Linked DNA regions of Mus musculus: region 1 is linked to region 2. A link is a contact called in public HiChIP or PLAC-seq data. All regions are on one chromosome and are shown on one strand. The core of a region is the stretch at or near the end of the contact, and the rest is flanking DNA. Distances in the headings are between cores, read along the strand shown.

The links. HiChIP or PLAC-seq counts read pairs in DNA pulled down with a chosen protein or histone mark.
Region 1: an H3K4me3 HiChIP or PLAC-seq map of bone marrow-derived macrophages shows a contact between it and region 2, with 6 times the contacts expected there. The contact joins the promoter of Kcnj2 here to the enhancer-like site in region 2. A contact is called at or near these places in 3 of 39 promoter capture datasets (embryonic stem cells, hippocampal neurons and liver), 5 of 115 datasets of contacts at active chromatin or transcription factors (astrocytes, bone marrow-derived macrophages, embryonic forebrain and 1 more) and 3 of 9 other capture datasets (adipose tissue, embryonic stem cells and liver).

Annotation. Positions count from the first base shown.
Region 1 is chr11:111,064,894-111,067,593 of GRCm38.p6, reverse strand. Kcnj2 (potassium inwardly-rectifying channel, subfamily J, member 2) reads right to left here and starts at 1,430. Exons shown (of 2, transcript NM_008425.4): 1 at 1,260-1,430.
Region 2 is chr11:110,426,112-110,428,811 of GRCm38.p6, reverse strand. All of the region lies in intron 1 of Map2k6 (mitogen-activated protein kinase kinase 6), which reads right to left. Among named protein-coding and RNA genes, the nearest start is that of Map2k6, 28 kb to the right of the region's middle. Within about 2 kb of position 1,416, at least 115 of the 459 cell types and tissues checked have an H3K27ac peak or open chromatin away from gene starts, as enhancers often do. A contact at or near this core is called in adipose tissue, bone marrow-derived macrophages, forebrain and 1 more, where this site is marked.

The DNA.
Region 1 (2,700 bases), core at 181-2,680, 640 kb before region 2:
TTTACAGCTGTCAATCATGTAACAAAATAAATACCACAATATGAAGTGAGAGGCACAAAACAAATTGAGATGACCTTGACCCTGACTGTCACTGTTCCCACCATACTTGAAGTAACCTATTTTTCTCCTGAGCGTTGGGAAGTGAGTGTGTGTGTGTGTGTGTGTGTGTGTACTCAACTATGTAATGAAAATAAAAATAAAACCCTTAGATGTGGGTAAGAAGAGAAAGACAAGTGTAATGGTAGCTCACAGTGCACCTACAGAGCTGGTTTCCAAGAGGAAATACGACTGCCTATTAATTATTAATAGGAAAAGACAACAAATGATTAAAGGAGATATATTAATTCTCTTCTGTGCTTAACCAAAACAGGTTTTCAAGCAATGCCTTTATTTACTGCCAGGTATCTTCGGAGTTTGTGAAAATCTCTAGAATGGATAACCTCATCCAAATCTCCACTGACAGACTGAAGCAGACGGACGTGCGACTACCCATTTCCTAACTTGGTTTTTCCCTCAACTGTCATAGGAGTACTAGTTATGATGCAGTCGTTTTCCTCCCTGAATCAAGTTGCTTCGATCATTGCTTCCCTTAAACCACACTGTCTTCAAATGAGGAATTTACACCATTATTACTAAGAATAGCAAAGTACTTAGGGGAGACCGACATCGGATGGGAAAGTTTTGCGGTCTTGAAGCTAAAATCCAACTCTGGCTGCTACTTTTTTCCTTTTTTTCTCAGCAAAGGAACTTTGAGACTTGAGAAGCTCACTCTGGAATTTTGTGCTGTATCTGTAGCAAGGACTCCCCCTCCCCAAACACCAAGGATCTAGATTAAGTGCTAAGTCTCTTGGTCCGATCAAGCCCCAGTCTCCTTCTCTTCCTCCCTCTCACCCGCAATAAGAGGAAGAATCCACGCCAGGCTCGCGCTTGACTCTAAACCCAATATCTCCCTACAGCTGGTGCATTGGAAGTTATGAGCACAAACAGATGCTGCAGAGAAATCTGTTTCTATTGCTCAACTCTTCCAAGCGTGTCTCAGTATTTTTAGCTCTGAGGATGTTCTGGTGCGCACACAAACTATATAGGCAATGAGCCGGGACTCCAAAGCTTGCGGGAGGAAAGCATTAACAGCAGCCTGACAACTGGGCACCTCCGGAGCAGCCGGAGCTGTAGGGTAGAGGACTGTGGAGCAAGTTCATTGCCCTGGACACACACAGACAACCCAGAAGAGAACAGGAAGAAAACACAGAAGCCCTTACCTGTTGCTGGTACAGGATCATGGGGACATGGAGTGGAAGTGGGGATTACAGAAGCATGTAAGATCCAGTGGTTTTTGTGAAAGAGAATGAGCCGAAGCAAGTGAGAATTCCCAAGACACTGCTTGCCGGTGCTGGGAAGGCTGCGCGCTGGCCAGGGCTCCAGTGCGCTCTGCGATAGCCTGGAGGCGGTCCTTGTGATAACCGGCCTTGTTGGCTCCGCCCTCTGCCCACTGTTGGCCAATCGGAGCGCACGTGGCTGCGCTTCCCCCGCCCCGGGAACCGCCATCAGGAGGAGGAGGAGGAGGATCTCTACACCCGCGGACCCTGGCTCTGCCAGCCTCGGAACCTGCTGTGGCTTCCTCTACCTCCTCCAGCTGCCTAGCCTGGTCTGAGAGTCCAGCTCTGGGCTGAGGAGGAGGAAGTCGCGGCCCAGAGGGTACAGCAACAGGTGGGAAGCTCAGCCTCCATGCGGCTGCCTAATTGCAGCCTGGCCTTGGGCAAAGCTTCCTACTGGGTTCTGTGAGACCCACACTTCCCGGTTTCTTTCCACAGTGGAGGCCGGCTGTACGTGTTCCTGTATAAGGGCCCGAGAGGTGTCAGTGCCTGGGAAAGACGTCTACAGCAGGGAGGGAATAAATAACCACTGGGGTGCGTCTCCCTCCAGCCCTTTTCCAGCCTGTAGACTGTGGAAACCCACAGAGCACTCAACTGCAGCTTGCGGATAATCCTTAAATTAAACCTGGAAAGGGTCCCGGGACCCGCACTCAATACCCTGCAAAATTTAGATGTGCTAGCGATTGCTTGTCTGACTGGGCCGTTTCTCCTCGCAAATGATGGTGAATTACTTACAAAAAAAAAAAAAAGAAAAAAAATGCGCCTAGACTTCTCTGGGATGTGTGGGGGAAGGGAGGGAGCCGCTGGTTCCTTTCGCCTTGTCCGCCCTCGCCCTCGATCTTTCTCTCCACCACCGCCCGGCAAGCTCTGCTCATGTAAAACCAGAACAATTAGAGAGTAATGAATTCTCTGGAACAGCAACTCCTACAGACTCTCAGCTCTGCCCTCGCTCCAGCGCCTCCCCGTCCTCCTTCCCAGCAACCAGGCAAGAGTACTGCAGACCTTCAAAAACCAGCCTCGGTTAGCACCTGCATCCTGACAATTTATAAATGAATTCTCCACTGAGTGTGTAAAGCAGGTGCATGTTATCTCTGAGTACATTGGTATCGTAGCGAAGCTTTGCTTTTAAAATGACATGATGCGTTTAGGAGTCTTTTATCTTCCACGGAGTTTTGCAGTCCGGTTTAATGAATATGCTTCAAGCACCCCAAAGCATCTGCCTACCTTTAACTTAAGCCCGTAAAGACTGCCTTGAGTCACCAAACAACCTCTACAAAATATTTCGCGTTCTAGGTGGTAGGAGCAGGGCACACTTTTATGTGTACGA
Region 2 (2,700 bases), core at 167-2,666:
ATATTGCTACTGTACTACCTGATGTCTGATGTCTCTGTACTCTCTGCCCCCTCCCCCACCCATTCACAATAGTTTGTGATCTTCGGGAACAACTGAAGTCTTACTCCAAATTAAGGTAAGCCAAGTGAGGGGCTGGGGGGGGACCATCAGTCTGGTCCCAAGAGCAAGTTCACAGACACAGTCCGGTCCTTCCATTATTATCTCAGAGCCTCCCGGGGTTCAGCACTCAGACTTGGGTCAATTGAGAGGTGAAGAATGCAGAGTCTACAAATTTCAGTGATCGATTGCTATAGAGCAGGCAGGGTCTGATACTGACACAGGGAGCTGGGTAAGCATACAGAACCCCCTTAAGCGGGCCAGGAGGGGAGAAGGACATGGTACCTTATGTTGCCTCAGTCTATGGCTCAGTGAATCCAGCTCTAACCAAATGCAAAAATGGAAAGAGTGGGATGGGAGGGAGACACTACAGAACACTCTGGCACTTAAGCTACAACCAGATAGATGTACAAAATCTGAAGGAAAAAGAGAACTATCATTCAAAGGAACAAGCAAACGTATAAGGAGGATGATTAGATAGATAGATAGATAGATAGATAGATAGATAGATAGATAGATAGATAATACATTTAAGTGAAGTAAAATGAGTAGTTATTTTTAAAGAAGAGGTCTGCAGAGATGGCTCAGCCATTAAGAACACTAGATGCTATGGCAGAGGATGGGGGTTCAGCTCCCAGCACCCACATCACGCTGCTTACAACAGTTGTTAACCCCAATCCCAGGGAATCCAATGTCGTCTTCTGGCCTCCAAGGGCACTCACTGCCCTGCATGTTTGTGGTGAGCATGCACTCGAGCCGGTAATCAGTTACGCACATAAAATAAAAGTAAACCTTTTCAAAGAAAGGCACAAAACACATCAACAGTGCAAGTTAGAGAGCAGCAAGTGAGCTGCATATAAACTGGATGCTTTAGAAAGGCGAAGACAAGGGGGAACCTCAGCAAGCCAATCAGGGAAACACCAAGGTTGCGATCAAGCAATAGGACAGGAAAAGTGTTGCACATTAGTAGACACAGCCCCCAACCCCCCAGAGCTGCCATGGTTGAGGTCTCAAGGACGTGTGGATGGTGCACCCAGAGAACTCATCCTATCCTTGAATCGAGGCTCTGTAGTTGCTATTATCTTCATTGCCAATTCACAGAAACGGAAGCTGAATTTAATAAAGCTTTCAAGGTTGCACGGCTTGTACAAGTCGCGGAAGCGTAGTTAATGTGTGATTTTTTTTTTTTTTTTTGTCCTCAATACAATCCCGGGTAGGGAAAGATGAATGAGGCCGAGTAAGGCACCGGATGGTTTAATGTGCACAGGCTTAGAAGGATGACATCATTATGGAGAGAGGTTAAGAAACAGATGACGAAGCAGAACCGGAAGAGACCAGAAGGCAAGAGGAAACACACGTTGTGTGCTGGAGCAGTGAAGAGTGGTGGCAGACGTAGAGGCACAAATGTTACTCAGGGAGTAAGACTGTGGGCCTAGAGTTTCAAGGAGTGGGAGGATTTCAGGGGACAGCTCGAGCAGTCACATGATGTGAGACAGTGCTCAGAGGACCGGATTCAGTGCAGTGTCCCTGGACAAAGTCCTGCCTCAGGGGAAAGCCCTTTCTGGAAAAAAAGTCCACATATGGGAAGTAGATGGGGAAGCCATGAGGAAGCAATCAAATAGATAGAAAAATAAGAGTGATCTATCAACAAAATAGCTAAGTGGATTTCCAGTAAGTTAAGGTAGTCAGCACAATCCAAAGAAGTTATTACATTTTTTTTAAAAGGGTCACTTCCTCTTCCACTAACGATTGTGTTAGACAAGGTCATATAAAGCCAGGTTTCTTTATATAGGAAGTGGCAGCAGGGCCATTTCCTCAATAGCCCCATAAAGACTACGTTGGACGTAGCAACTGGGTGCCCCTCTAAACCACGGAGATGTAAGGTAAAAGCTATTAGGGAGTCTGGACAAATGTCACCCAGCAGTAACAGACACCCATCACTCCAGGCATCAGTAAAGCCAAGGAGAAATCTGTACTTTGACCCCCACCTGGGAGTAGCAAGGAGATACTCCTGCCTACCTACCATATTTGTTTGTCTTTTCTTGTGATAAAACATTAACCAAAAGCAACTTATGAAAGGAAAGCGTTTACTTCATACTATACTTCCAGGTAGCACTCCATCACCAAGGGAAATCAACGCAGGGATTTAGGCAGGACCCTAGAGGCAGAAACTGAAACGGAGACTATTAGAAGAATGCTGCTTGCTGGCTCATTCTTCATGGCTTGCTCAGCTTGCTTTCTTATGCAACCCAGAGCCGCCTGCCCAGGGATGGCACCACTCACAGTGAGCTGGACCCTCCTCATCAATCACTCCTCAAGAAAATGCCCCCATAGGCAGACCCACAGGCTAATCTGAAAGAGACAATTCCTCGGATGAGGTTGCCTCTGCCCAGTTGATTTTAGTTTGTGTCAAGCTGAGAAAAAGCACGGGCGTGCGCACACACAACAGAGATAGCAGAGGTCGTCAAAAATAATACAACATTCAAAGACACACCACTCTTGGAGCTGGGGAGATGGCTCAGTGGTTAATAATAATTGCTCTCCCCCCCCCCAGCCCCCAGAAGACTTGAGTTCGGTTCCAAGCACCCATGTAGAATGGCTTAC